2 separate regions of the Mus musculus genome follow, and region 1 is linked to region 2. The links are chromatin contacts, called in public Hi-C maps. All regions are on one chromosome and are shown on one strand. The core of a region is the stretch at or near the end of the contact, and the rest is flanking DNA. Distances in the headings are between cores, read along the strand shown.

Region 1 (7,697 bases), core at 1,824-4,323, 94 kb after region 2:
TTTATCCAAAATAAACTGTGTTAATTTTGTGTTTATTCAGAACCCCACTTATCCGATTGAGCATCTCTTCTGGGGTCGCACATTACACAAGGATGTTGACTCCTTAGCACATCCTGTTTCTCGGCCAGAAGCAGGATCTAAAGACTTCCTGGATCCAAGCTAACCCTAGGCAATACCTCGAAGGCGGTTGGGACAGTGGTCCATATGTGTCACTTTCTACTAGAGGGACCTTGTCCCTGTATTACCTTATTCCTTGGTGGCTTAAGTAACAAATAAATAGTCCTAGAATTTGAAAATGTCAGTTTTACTATTATTCAGGTGTGATGATCAGGAGGCAACTGTACCAGAATGAGATTTGTCACTCATAGTTCCCCAGAAGAGGGGGCTTGCCGTGCCACACAGAACCACACTGGGAAACGCTAGGGTTTGCAGGGAGTGAGGGGAAACCATGGCAATGCTCTTTTTGCTGTTTCCATGGAAATGATAGGCAAGACAGACCATGGACAATCTGGGGAGTATGGGGGGGGGGTCTAGCTGTGATTATGGCAGACTAGGGCCTGGAGAATAACAGCCTTGATGAAAAGAGTTGGGGTCTGAGGGAAGCATGAGGTGTAAGCCTCTGCTACTAGCTCTCCAGAAGGGGAGGCAGGAGGATCATGGGTTTAAAGCCAGCCTGAGTTAGGTCAGAGACTCCAAAGGAGGAGAGCAATGGGGAATGTGGGCTTCGGGTCAGGAGCACTAGGATGCCAGGAGGAAGGTGATTGGGAATATAGGCTCTGGGCCGGGAGCACTGGGAAGCCAGGGTTTTTAATGTCTGTCTCTAGGAGAAGAGCAATCTCTGAAGGGCCCACAGTGTCCCAGCTGCAGAAACTAATCAGGTTTGATGGCACACACATATAATCCCAGTATGGGAAAGGGGTTTGGGGGGGATGCTAAAGCAGGAGAATTGCTACGAGCAGGTACAGGGTGGGGGACACACTAAACAAACCTAAAAAGCTAGGATAAATATAACTGCAGTTCATTGGATAACGTTTTCCTTTATCAGTCCTTTTACACTGAACTGGGATTTGTCCACTTAAAAAAAACCCTTTGGGGCTGGAGAGATGGCTCAGTGATCAGGAGCACTGGCTGCTCTTGTAGAGGATCTGGGTTTGATTTCCAGCACCCACATGGGGGTTCACAACTGTAACTCTGGTTCTAGGAGGTTCTGCGCCTCTGTAGGTACTACATATAAGTGGTACACAGACATGTTCTATGGCATACACATAAAATAAATATCTTTAAAAAGCCGACATTGTGGCTGGAGACGTGGCTTAGCGATTAGGAGCACTCACTATTCTTGGAAAGAACCTGGATTAGTTCTTAGCACCCACACAGAGGTCCACACACAACCATCTATCCCAGCTCCGGAGAGCTGGGCCCCCTTTCAGGCCTAGGCAAGCACCAGGCAAATTCATGATGCACATACATGCAGACAAAATGCTCATATACATAACCAATTTTAAAGTAAATCTTTTTAGAAAATGTTTTGCCAGGTGTGGTGTTGTACTTCTTTAATTCCAGCACCCAGGAGGCAGAAGCGAATGGACTCTGAGTAAAAGACCAGCCTGGTCTATGTAGGGAGTTCCAGGCTAGCCAGAGTGACATAGTGAGGCCTGACTCAAGAAAAAGAAAAGAAAAAGTTTTGACTCAAAGGCTAAGATGGAAGGATTTTGAGTTATAAGCTAACCAAAGGTATGTAAGCATGACTCTATCTCAAAGTAATGAATTCAAATAAGAAGTTTTCCCTTGGAAATTAAAAGCTTTGGCAATTTTAGGTAAAACTAAATAAAGGGGACACAGAAGAGAGCTTTTGGGGGACAGAGATTGAAATAGAATGAAGTACAGTGACAGATGTGTGGAAATACTATCATGAAATCCATCGCCATGGTAAACATGCTTCACTAAACCATCAGCTGTTACTGCTGCGGCCCAGAGACTTGACTTTCTAAGTGTGTGGGATCTCAAGTACTCTTGGTTTTATGGTTGGGAACGGAGAAGAAGAAGGAGGAAGAAGAGGAGCAGCAGCAGCAGCAACAGCAAAAGTGAAAACAAAACAACAACAACAACAACAACAACAAAAAACAGGTTTACTAAAAGCAAAGGAGAACAGCAGACCAAACGGTTGGTTGATGGGCAGAGTGGTGAGGAATAATAACCTGGCAGGCATTATTCAGACTGGATGGAAAGCCAGCAGATTTGGGGACAAATGCTAACACCCTCACTCCAGATATCACAATAAGCCTTTTGTTGCTACTGTTTTATTGCTAGAGTGATGCCCACTGTCAGTAGCTATAGCATCCCAATCATTCCGAGTGTGTTTGGGAGCGTGGCTTACTCCTCACTAAGTGAGGGCAACACAGAGTGGTGGATACTCTGCCTCACAGGCCCAGAGTCTAATAAGGAAACAGAACTGCTAGTAAGGATGAATGGCAATTGTGCCTCTGGCCTAGGCCTGTGCCTGGGGGGACTTCCCTGAGGCAATGACACTTGGTCAAACTTGGTAGAAGGTAGAAGGCTCACTTATGTTCCAAGATGTCTGTCTCCATGCAAGAGTGACAGGACCTCCCCCAGCAGGGGAATCATCAGGTCAGGGTTAAGAAAGTCTGTACTGGGTATAGAGAAGGGCCTGGGATGTAGAGATAGATGCCCATCGGGTGATGGAGTTATTACCGCCTGGGGAAGCCTAGCTGGCGTGTAGACCCATACTGAACGTGTAAAGACAAGGAAAGATACAGAGGGCCCAACAGAACTCTTGGTGTGTAGGGTGAAGGTAAGGGCCACGTGCAGCCCAGCCCTGGGCTGACCTTTCTCCTTGACCTTTTTCTTTATATAACACCCTAATGCTGCTGAGCTTAATCAGGCCTGTCAGTCGAACATACCCCTTCCTGATGATGGTGAAGAGCGAAAGGATAAGCCATCTATTTCCAGAACCTAAAGAGGTTTAGGATTAAAAAAAAAAAAAAAAAAACAAGAAACAAAAGCTTTCAATTAGCTATTCCTCTCTTTGCACCTTGCCCAGGCCAGCTGGATGGCTCGTGCATCTTTGGGACCCTCTGAGAAGATTGGAGCTCCCAGCTAATGCTAGAACTGCTGAAGTGGGCAATCTGCCATCTCGATAATCCAATCAGCTCCCTGCTCCTCAAATCTGATTTGGTTTTTAGACACTGAGACCTAACAGCTGGGCACAGATCCCTACAAATTCCCCCCCCGGGGCAGCCAGGGGCCTCACCCTTGCCCTGTGGGGTTATCTGATAGGATTGCACCAGGTCCCTCAGAGCGTGGGCTGGCTGCTCACTGTCGAAAAGCACAGGTACCCTCTCGTGACTTCTCTGGCCAGCTCAACTGGGTGGTGACAAATTACAAGGTAAGTGAGCAGCAAACCCAGGCATTCTCAGAAACCAGAGTGGACATGGGGTGGGAGTCTGGGGGTGGGACAACAAGGACAGACATGCGCTTCTGCATGTTTGCTGGGGTTCGCTACCTCTGACTGCCACAGGTTTTGCTTGGAAAGGAAACTTGGAGGGCATTTAGTCCCAAACCATGAGATGGCTTTGCCTATCTGCCAGTCTGAGAGGAAACAGATATGCTGAGTGGAAAGAAAGGCCTGCTTGGTGGAACTAGGGCTCTCATGTGCCTCTGACAGCTGCTTTTGGGGAGCAGTCATACGGCATATTTCAGGAATATTTTCTGTGTGCTTACCATAAGCCACAGAAAAGCCAGGTGTGGTGGTACACAGATGTGATCCCAGCACTAGGCAGGAGGATTGCCAGTTTGAGGCCAACCTGGGCTACATAATGAGACAGGAGGAGGAAGAGGAGGGAAAAAAATCTAGTTATGATAGAATTGTTTGATTTTGTTTGAGACAGAGTCTTACTGAATCACCCTGGCTGCCCTGGAACTCACTTTGTAGTCCAGGCTGGCCTCAAACTTTGCAATCCTAACTCTGCCCCTGGCACGACAGAATTTTAGATACAGCCTTACAAGTACATGACACCAACATTTAATCAAAAAAGACAAAACGCCATTAGGATCTACCTGGTGAAGTTTACTGAAATGCCTGAAGCTTACCAAGAAAGACAAAACATACCAAAATATACAATGGGCCCGGCATGGTGATACACACCTTTGATCCCAGCACTTGGGAGGTGGACTTAGGTAGATCTCTATGAGTTTGAGGCTAGTCTGGTCTGCACAGTGAGTTTCAAGCCAGCCATTTGAGACCCCATTTGGGTGGAGCGGGGAACTGGGGCTGGAGAAATGACTCAGCAGTTATAAGTGCTTGCTGTTCTCCCAAAAGACACGAGTTCAGTTCCCAGCACCCAGGTCAGGTTATAACTCCAGCTTCAAGAGATCCAACACCCTCTTCTGGTCTCTGCAGGCATCTGTACACATGTGGCGCGCACACACACACACACACACACACACACACACACACACATAAAAAAAAAAAACTAAGTATTTTTTAGCTGCACACTACAGTAAAGTACAACTGATCAGTGCTGGTTTGATCATGGATGGATACTGGAACATGTGGGAGGAAATGTCCAAAGGAGGAAGTCACAGGAGTGGGCTTTGTGTCCAGAGCATGGGTAACTTGATGTGTGGGATCATTGTACTTTCATAGCCTTCCAACCTCTGACGTACATCCCAAGGGACAGACAGCATGGCAGCCTGCGGGAAGACCAATAAATCCCACGTCATCTTCAAGAAGGTCTCTCGGGACAAGTCGGTAAGTGGCACAGAAGAGAGGCTTCTTGGAAATTATTGTAAGATTAGTAGGAAGCAGACATTTGTCGTATATAACCTGATCAACATCCATCTACCATGAGGCCTAGGGAAGGCTGGTGTCCATGGGATGGACAATCGGCGCGAGAGAACCAAGGAACAACAGTGGATCCTGCAGCCTACCATCTCAGTCCCATTGTCCCATCCCAACTTCATTATTCTTCCTTACTAAGTCGTGGGAATACAGCACTGGCCACACTAGCCTGCATAACTAGCACACTAAGGCTGGTGTATCTGTGCTATATCTAGCCGGGATACCTAATGGACGGTGATGGTGCAGATCCGTTTCATTCTTCAGGTTTTTCACATGTGCCCTCCTCTGCCCATTCCTCTATCAGCTGGAAATGTCATTTCCATCAAGCCTTTGGGTGCTTTGAGTTTATAGCTTCGGGGCCCTACATCTTCCATTCTCCAGCTCTTTCTCCCACTGTGTCTGTCCAGCCCTTATCTCCCCTTCCTACTTTGTGCTGACTTCTCTGATCCCCTACCATTCTCCCCTCCATCCCTCTGATCCTCCACCCCACCCCTTCCCTCTAATACCTAACAGGCACCCATTATCTATGGCCATGCCTCCTTGAAATGCACCTGGTCTTTAAACAGACATTATGTGAAACAAGAAATGTATTTCCTTCTTTCCTCCCTCCTTGCCTCTTTTTCTTCTCCTATGGTCCTGGGAAATTAAACTTAGGGCCTCATATATGCTAGGCTACCACCCCACCACTGATACATATGTGTGTGTGTGTGTATACACATATATGTATGTATGTATAGGTATATATATGTATCTGTTTATATATATATATATATATATATATATATATATATATATGTGTGTGTGTGTGTGTGTGTGTGTGTGTGTGTGTGTGTGTGTATATATATATATATATATATATATATATATATATATATATACCCATCTCTAATTTTACTTCTATTTTGAGTCAGAATCTCATGAAGTTTCCTAGGCTGGCCTTGAACTTGGACTCCTCCAGCTTTAGCCTCCTGAGAAACTCGGGTTCCAGGCATGTGCAGGCCCTACTTAAGTTTTTTTTTCCCCCTAGTGCAAGGGTCTGAGTGGAGGAGAATCCATCAATTCATGTTTTGTGTACTGGGAGTTTCCAATGGCAACCCTTGCGTGGCCTAGACATGGGTGCCTGGCCTCTGCAACTGTTTCTCTGCTGTTCTCTTCTCTGTGAGATCCTCAGGCTGGTAGTGAACAGCCCAGCTCATTTCAGTTTGTGGTTTGAGGATAATGGGGCCTGGTAGCAGGAAGTGATCTTTAGGCAGGAAGCAAACAAGATGAGTGCCCCTTATGGTCTCTTAAATGTCAGGAGACCTTATCTGGGAGCTCTCCAGGAGACTTTCCTCTTATCTTCACTGGTTGAGTCTGAAACCTAACTACACTATGCCGATCACAAGCCAAAGGAATTAGATGCTCAGAACTGGATCAGACCAATCAAGAAACATCCCTTGAGCTGGAAGTGGCAGCACAGATCTCTGATTCCAATACTCATGAGGATCCTAAGTTCAAGGCTAGCCAGAGCTACACAGAAGCACTTGTCAAAGGAAGTCATGCAGGCTAGCTGCCTGGCTGGCCTGCTAGAGGGATGGCTCAATAGTTAAAGAACACCTGCTGCTTCTTCAGATGTCCTGGGTTCAATTCCCAGCACCTACATGGTAACTCACAACCATTCATAACTCCAGTTCCAGGGCATCAGCTGCCTTCTTCTGACTTCTGCAGGCACCAGGAACATACATAATGCAAACATGTAGGCAAAAGATTTATACACATCTAAGTAAAATGAATACTTACTTAAAGACTTGTTAAAGTAAAAGACAGATGGGAGGCCGGAAGAGAAGGGTGAAAAAGGAATCACCCATTTGAGCTGGCCTCCTCTTAGCATGGGATCTCATGACTGATGCTGGATCTTGTGCATGATTGGCTATTTTATCCAAGAAGGTGTGCTTAGCTATGCGTGAGTTGCCAGAAGTCTATCCTTCGGTTTCACAAGGCCACCCTTTTCCACCTGTTCCTGTCCCTCCCACTCCTTTCCAGGGTAATAGGAGGGTGGTCTTGCTCCCAGTTGAATTCAGAGTTGCTTGCTCCTGGTTAAAGCTCATGATGTACCACCCCTGGGGAACTTAGTCCCATCCAGTCTGAACTGGATCTGCAGCCTTTCCCTCTCTATCAGAGTGTGAGAACAAACAGGCCTTAGCCAGGCTTGACAGCACACACCATTAATCCCTGTAGTCAGGAGGCAGCAGCAAGTGAATCCCTCTGAGTTCCAGGACAGCCAGGGATACATAATTAGACCCGTCCCTGTTTTAAGCACTTACCTCAAACCAAGGTAGCAACCTGGAGAGGTTTCATCTCCATTGACCAACAAGTGCAGGGGAGGCCTCCACAGCCCTGGAAGTGGAATATGTACCAGGACGGGGAGAGGGGCAGACCCTGAGTGTTCCTGTGGCACCAGGTTTGAAGACAGCCTGGGCTACACAGTGTGTTCCAGAGCTTGTGCTACAGAGTGAGAGACTCTTATCTCAAAATAACACAGGGACAGACAGAGCATGCTGGGATGCAGGGGACCCAGAGTGCCAAAATGTCCTCTTAAAGCATGAGGAGGGCTTCCTCAGCTAGAGGTGTCACTGTAGAGCCTTCCTTACCATAGGCACCAGAAGCAGAGAGGTTCCTGCTGTGATAGTGCTATGGCAGAGCTGGCACGGCCTTGGGCCAAGGTGAGGACAGAGGGGCTGGAGCCCAGAGGTAAGGATAGGTTCTATTGGATGTTACTCCATAGGAGGGAGGGAAGAGTCACATCTATGAATTGGGGGGGGGGGGAGGGTAGCCACGTTAGGGTTCCTGTGAGAAC
Region 2 (7,331 bases), core at 2,486-4,985:
AGTGTGGGTGCATAGTAGGTTGAGATGGTGAAAGCTATGTCGGTGGGATGTGGATGAAGGAGGGGAGGGAAACTGGAATAAACTCATGCTTTGAGCCACAGGTATGGTTGCAAATTGCCCAGCCCAGCCCTGGTTGCTGAGCTACCCTTTCTGCAGCAATGGCTGGGTGTGCCTGTTAACAAGTCCATCCGGTCCTATCTTAGGTGACCAGGAAGCCATGCTGTCATCTCCTCTACCCACTTCTGTGCAGCAGATAACTGATTTAGGGATGCTGGGTATGGGTAACCCAAATACAGACAGAGAACAGCTGTCTCACTCTATGGCCTCTGTGCTGAGGGATGTAGACGAAGCTAGACCTCTGTCTTTCCAACCATTGGATCAAACATCTGTGGATCTGATGTGACCTCCCTTCTCCACCCAAGTCTTCACACCTGTCCAGTCTCCTTCCTACATCTGGCCACCTTTATAGCCTTTAGGCTCCACCCCTTCCTGCTCATACCTGTCCCCTCCTTTGAGTTTTTCAGCATTGAAAGAGTAGCCTCTATCACCTCCCTCTTTGTCGGGCTTGGTTTCCTTCTGCTGGGATTCAGCACACAGCAGGTGCTTGAAAATATTGGTCACCAGTTTGGAGTTTTGATGGAACATTTGTCTAAGCAGAGTCTGGCCAAGGTGATGTGGGGTTTAGAAGGAGAGAAAGAAGACTAAGAGGCATGGTGGAGGTTGCTGTCAAGTGGCTTAGAATTTATATGAAAAGATAGAACACTTGCTTAAAACCAGTTCAAGATCAGTGTGGTGGTACACTTAGGTGGTGGTTCTAGCCCTTAGGAGGCAGAGGCAGCAGGCTCAGAAATTCAGTTTGAGTCTGACTAAACTACATAGAGTTTGAGGCCAGTTTGGGATACATATAACACCCTGTCCTACAAAACAAAAACAATGATAAAAAACAGATGCTGTGTAAATAAAATAAATGTCATGTAAATTAGCATAGTTATAACCATGATAGCTGAAGGCCAGTAAGTCCCAGATTCCAGAGTAGAGACTGGTTATAACTGTGTCTGAGGAAGTAAGAGCAGGTCTCCCTAGCTGTGGACTCAAAACAGCAGATTTGGGTGTTGAGCCTCTAACTCTCTGCCAGAACTTGTGGGGAAATTTGGTTGTATTAGTGCATGCCTTTAACCCTAGCAGTGGAGCTTAAGAACTTGATGCAGGAAGATCCCAAGTTTGAGGCCAGCCTTGGCTACATAGTGAATTCTAGACACACCTGTTCTATATAGCAAAAAGGAGAGAGGGACAGAGGGAGAAGGAGGAAGTAGGAAGGGAAAGACAGACAGACAACAGAGACAAAGAGACAGACGGGTGGGGGGAGGGAGGAAGAGAATTAATTAGTTGGGAGACTAGAGTGAGGTTGAGAGGTTGCCCGAGGCCACACAGATTATTGTCAAAGCTGGGATTGTAGCCATATCTTGGGTCCTTGCTGTCTTTATTCTTCCTGACCTGCACCCTACATGAACAGCTTGTGACAGACCAGAGAATCTGTGGCCATCAACAGAGATGCTGAGCTTGGGTCAGGAAGCTTTCCTTTAAGACAAATCTCTCCTTCCAACCTGGACATTTCCCATCTGTGGGCCCTCAGAGGGAGCCTGGCAGAGTGGGTGCACAGAGAGGAAAACCCCAGAAAGAAGCTGGAACCTCCATCTTCAGTTCAGGTACAGTATACAAATAAATCCTAGTCTCCCATGCTCCAGGTCCTGGCACTGTAGATAGCCAAGGGCAGATCGAGTTTCTTGCATGCTACGCCACACTGAAGACCAAGTCCCAGACTAAGTTCTACTTGGAGTTCCACTCAAGCTGCTTAGAGAGTAAGTGCCTTGTGAACTACCCTTTGGGGAGGTTCTTTCACATAACTACCTTTCCATTGATAACTGGTTGATCCCTCACCCAGTTCATTCGTTTTCTCTCTCTCTCTCTCTCTCTCTCTCTCTCTCTCTCTCTCTCTCTCTCTCTCTCTCTCTCTCATAAGAATCCATGGATGGACCCCTCAGTGGGTTCAGCAAAGGTGGGGTACCTATGGGGCTACCCAGTGGCTATGTGGCCCTTTCCCCACCCCTGTGGTTTGTTCTTCTACTGCCTCAGCCCTAGAGATAGAGGCAGCCACTGGTGTCCATGTCCCTGTCCCCTAGGTCCCCCCTGTCCCTGACTTGTCCATCAACATTCTCTAGGCAGAATCCATTTGAGTTTCCACCAAGCTGGGTTTGAGTTTCCATTAAGCTGGGTTTGAGTTTCCACCAAGCTGGGTTCTTCTTGCTCAGTGAAAGCCCTGGGCAAAGCTCCAGAATGCTGAAGATCTAACAGGGCCTAAATAGCTGCTACTGCCTGCTTGCTGTTGCCCTGGCCCTCCCCTTGCCCTTTCCATATTGTGGCTCTTGTGTTGTGGGGCTCACTGTGACTGGGAGCAAGGTAAAGATAGACAGCCCATTTCAGGTGGCAACGTTGAGCACTCACCATGCTTATGAAAGATCCTTTCTATAGAACATCTCCAGACATACTGTCTGAGACTCCTATGCAAGAAAACTATATGCTTTCTAAGTCTTCCTGAGATGGTTCAAAGAGTGATGGGGAAGGATAGGAACCAACCTTGCAAACAGAGGCACAGACTGTCTGCTTGTAGAGCCCAGGAGAGCTACCAGCCTTCTACCCCCTCACACCTTTTTGCACCTTCCTTCAATGCATCCCGAACCTTCCTGGGATTATGCCACCTTCACCACAACATCCTGAAGCCCCAGCTCAGCAGCCAGGGTCAAAACAGTTCCAACTGGAATGAGGGGCTTTGTGCGGGTGTTTTTAATAAACTATCGAGACATTTGCATAGATTTCTATGGAAACAGCATATTAGGAGGCTTAAATTAGAATTTCAAAAGGCTGCTATCTTGAGTGTCGTGGGAAGTGGGACGAGCTGTCATGCTTCCCAGTCTTCCTGCCTGCGGTGTGATGACTTCTTTGTTGCCTGGGATGTTGCAAAGAGGAGTCAAAAAGGAGGGGGAAATCTCTTTGATTTTTCCTAAAAATAATTAGACTGTGTTGGCAAATGACCATCCTTCAAACAAAAACAGAATCCCCAGAAAGCCTGACTCCTAATTGGTTTGGAGGCCTCAGAGACATGAGAAGGGAAAGACAGTCCTCCGTGGTCGAGGAAGGCGACCCCTTGGAGACTTTTCTGCCTGGTTCTCACTCTGTGGTCTGCAAACCCAGCTTCTTCTTCTCTAACAGGTTTTGTCAAGAGTCAGGAAGGAGAGAATGAAGAGGGAAGTGAAGGAGAGCTGGTGGTACGGTTTGGAGAGACTCTTCCCAAGGTAATCCAGGAAGAAAATGTGCCTGGGGCAGAGGGCTGCAGCAGTGCAGGTTAGTACGCAGCACTGCAGGCTAGTGTGCAGCTACAGCAGTGCAGGCGAGTATTCAGCTGCAGCAGTGCAGGTGAGTATTCAGCTGCAGCAGTGCAGGCGAGTGTGCAGCTACAGCAGTGCAGGCGAGTGTGCAGCTGCAGTAGTGCAGGCTAGTGGGCAGCAGTGCAGGTTGGTGGACAGCTGCAGCAGTGCAAGTTGGTGTGCAGCAGTGCAGGTTAGTGGGCAGCTGCAACAGTGCAAGCGAATATGCAGCTGCAGCAGTGCAGGTTAGTGTGCAGCTGCAGCTCTGTAGGCTAGTGTACAGCTGTAGCTGGTCTGCCCAGAGTACAGCTACAGCAGGTTCATCCAGACTGTAGCCATCCCAGACCAAAGCCATAGAGACCAGCTTAGACACTGTAGTCAAGGGACTTAGGGTATGCTTTTCATCATGGATGGATGACCTCAATATTCCTAAGTGGTTTTCAGCCCTGCTGTGCCTACTCCCCTTTGGTTATTACCTACTTAGTGTTCGCAGCACTTGAGATTGAATCGAGGCTCCTGCAAGCACTAAGCAAGCACCCAACCATTGAGCTATGTCCCTGATTTCCCTGAACACTTTTTAGCAGCAGGAAGTTGAGGGCAGTGCTGACATCCAGGAGTCTGTCACTCACCAAGCCACATCTCTAGCAAACCACAGAATATTTCAAGCCCAACTGGAGGTTTGTGACACATTTACTCAGACAGGGAGCAGGCCTATGGTGTCTTCTCTAATGCAGCCATAGACCTTGGAGGGGTATGAGGAGAGGGATGGTACTGCAAGTCTCATTTCAGACCTGGCTGCTAGACCTTCCCTTGGCCTCTGGGATATGCAAAGAATGGAAGGAAGAATGGAGGCAATGGACCAGGGACCTGGAAGCTCAACTCAACCCAGTTTAGGAAATGGGGTGGGGCAGGGAAGAAAACTATCTCTCACTTGGCTGAGCAATGGGGTCCACCTGCTCTCTTGGGCATGAAGAGCCAAGACCTGAGTTTGCTTAAAAGAACATATTCAGTTCCGTTTTACTATGTATTTATTTATTTTATGAATGAGTGCTCTATCTGCATGTACATCTGCATGCCAGAAGAGGGTATTAGGTTCCATTACAGATGGTTGTGAGCCACCATGTGGTTGCTGGGAATTGAATGCAGGACCTCTGGAAGAGCAGCCAGTGCTCTTAACCACTAAGCCTCTCTCCAGCTCTCCTGATGCATGCAAACACCAAGACTGCTGACCCCCATTTACCTGTCCTGACCTGCCCTCACCTGTGGACTCTAATCTGGTGTCTCCTCTGCAGCTAAAGCCCATTATCTCTGACCCCGAGTACTTACTGGACCAGCATATCCTGATCAGCATTAAATCCTCTGACAGTGACGAGTCCTATGGTAAGCATCCCAGGCCAGGGACCTCACCGTACCTTAGCCTCAGCCTCTGAAGTGAGGGTGATGGTGGCTTAGCCTTTCAAGAAAGCCTGTCTGCCACCACCCATTGTGCCCTGATGCTGCCACTTCCTCTGTCCCAGAGGGACTTTTCCTAGTGGGTTACCATCCCTGCTCCTTGTCACTTCTGGGTGCCACAGCCAGTAACCTCCTGCTTAGCCTTGCTGAGTGAGCTGCAGGTACCATGTAATTTAATCTTAGCCTTAAGAGGCAGGTTCTGTTCCCCAGTGAGTAAATAGGTAAACTGAGGCTCATAGAGGTCAAGTGACTCCCCCCAGGTCACACAGATAGTCCTCAACTGAGCTGTGGCTTGAGCCTGAGTCTGCCTGTGCCACCGTGTCTCTCGTTAGTCCCTAGCCAGCTCCTCAGACCCAGGTGCAGAACATTAGCCCGTCCCTGCTGCCAGGTCAGCTTTCCAGTCTGTCTCCTTTTCCTTTCAGACTTTTCCTTGTATAGAGATTTTAGACTGACTTACACTCTTACCTGTTTATCTGATTTTGTTTATTTCTTGTACTGTTTCAAACCTTGGGAAGTAAGCTTTCCCTATAGCAACCAGATTAACATTTAATACCATTTCTTAGATGGATTTTTCTAGGATTTAATTTTTCCCTCAGCATTGATCTGTATAGAGTTCTTTTTCCTATGAGGCTTCAGACATTTGCCCCAGATTGCTAAGGCATCGATTGAAAGGGTTTGTTGGCAATCCCTGCCCGGCCACTTGCTTCAAGGAGCTGTCTCCCAGTGGTACAGCCATCTCTCTGAGCATGCTCTATATCCGTCTAATGCCAAGATGTTCCTATTGATGCTCTCTCTCCTTTCCCCAGGTGAAGGCTGCATTGCCCTTCGCTTGGAGACCACAGAGGCTCAGCATCCTATCTACACGCCTCTCACCCACCATGGGGAGATGACTGGCCACTTCAGGGGAGAGATTAAGCTGCAGACCTCCCAGGGCAAGATGAGGGAGAAGCTCTATGGTAGGTCAGCCAGCCTCCTCCTGGCTTTCCCAGAGGCCACTGCACTAAGGACATGTTCTTTCTCTCAGCAAAGCTATCAAGTATCTATGATCTGTGCCTTCAGAATATAGCGTGGTTAGAAAGTCTCTAGGGTAGCGTGGTGATCCTGGCACTCAGGAGGCTGAGGCGAGAAGATCGTGAGTTCAAGGCTAGTCTGGGTGACATACTGAGACGATGTCTTTAATGAGAAGAAAACAAGTCATCTCATTTATCTCTCACAACCGCCCTGTGAGTCAAGTATGGTTATCTCTACTTGGCAGATGGAGAAACTGGAGCTAGATGACTGGCTTAATGTTGCAAACTCAGGCTAAGCCAAGTTCATCCAGGGCCAAGCAGGAGCTGGTAGACATAGTGGTTGCTTGCCTGTCATGAAAATAGCAAGTGTAGGAACGCACAACATGGGGTGCAGGGGCTCCTTATGCCAGGGAGGGCTCTAAGGGCCACTGCTTCTGTGCATGTGACTCTCCTGTGCCCCATGAGAGATCTTTCTTTTCTCTAGCAGGACAGTGGGTTGAACAGATAGTGGGTCATTACCTAGCAACCACATTCCAGAAATAAAGCCCGGGGTTCCTTTAAACTGATTTATAGGGGTTCCCATAAACAGATAAGCTCTGCATGGGAAGTACTCTTATAGGGTAACCTAATAGCTGTTCTAAGTTTGTTCTAGTCTGACAAGAAATGTCTGTTTTATCCATGGCTAAGCTAACAAGGTATTTCTTGAAATAACAACTGGGTCATAAGTATCTGTTCATCTCCTTCTGGACCCATGGCAGGCATCATGGCAGGCATCATGGCAGGCAACAGTTGCCAAGCGTAAGGATTTTGAAGCCTGAAAATCTTGCTTGATATACCTCTCCCAGTAACCACTATTTACTGTCCAGCTTTGGCCTGCAAAGAGATACCACATTGCCATTTCTAACCCATGCCGTGGCTAGGATCTCACATGTTTTCTTTCCTAAATGTTCTCTTCCAGACTTTGTGAAGACAGAGCGGGATGAATCCAGTGGAATGAAATGCTTGAAGAACCTCACCAGCCATGACCCTATGAGGCAATGGGAGCCTTCTGGCAGGTAGACGAAGCTTGCTAAGACTTATTACAGCTAGCTGGGCTGTGTGAACCAGAGTCCAGGAGAGGGTAAAGTGGAGTTCAGGAAAGCCAAGGTCAGAGGAGAAGAAATGTTGTGGCCCAGGGGACCCACTCTCCTACCTCAGTTTCACATCCTGAGTTCAAATCCTCATCTCTGAAAGATCAAAGCCTTGGAGAACATTTCCATGTAGGAAGGGCTCAGCTCAACTATCCTTTAATGAACACCTGCTATATTCAGGAAGACACAGTGTAAATACAGTATAGTCCATGACCTACAGACTTAACACCAGCCAGTGGAAGGATGTGCAGTGCAGGAAGAAGGAGCTATAGATGACTGAACAATTCCAGGGCAAAAGATACTTCTCCTGCATTCAG

What was found. A called contact is a pair of places that touch in the nucleus more often than the background predicts.
Region 1: a Hi-C map of rod photoreceptor shows a contact between it and region 2, with 3 times the contacts expected there. The contact joins the promoter of Sag here to the enhancer-like site in region 2. A contact is called at or near these places in 4 of 39 promoter capture datasets (the HPC-7 cell line, embryonic stem cells, liver and 1 more), 3 of 484 Hi-C or Micro-C datasets (the G1E-ER4 cell line and rod photoreceptor), 1 of 115 datasets of contacts at active chromatin or transcription factors (embryonic stem cells) and 3 of 9 other capture datasets (adipose tissue, liver and pancreatic islet).

Annotation. Positions count from the first base shown.
Region 1 is chr1:87,800,607-87,808,303 of GRCm38.p6, forward strand. Sag (S-antigen, retina and pineal gland (arrestin)) reads left to right here and starts at 3,074. Exons shown (of 16, transcript NM_009118.2): 1 at 3,074-3,406; 2 at 4,667-4,771. The coding sequence starts at 4,706.
Region 2 is chr1:87,706,351-87,713,681 of GRCm38.p6, forward strand. Inpp5d (inositol polyphosphate-5-phosphatase D) reads left to right here. Exons shown (of 27, transcript NM_010566.3): 20 at 1,746-1,859; 21 at 3,268-3,350; 22 at 4,715-4,802; 23 at 5,681-5,830; 24 at 6,843-6,939. The region is part of intron 3 of Gm33470 (a long non-coding RNA gene); the gene reads right to left. Among named protein-coding and RNA genes, the nearest start is that of Gm33470, 15 kb to the right of the region's middle. Within about 2 kb of position 3,736, at least 37 of the 459 cell types and tissues checked have an H3K27ac peak or open chromatin away from gene starts, as enhancers often do. A contact at or near this core is called in rod photoreceptor, where this site is marked.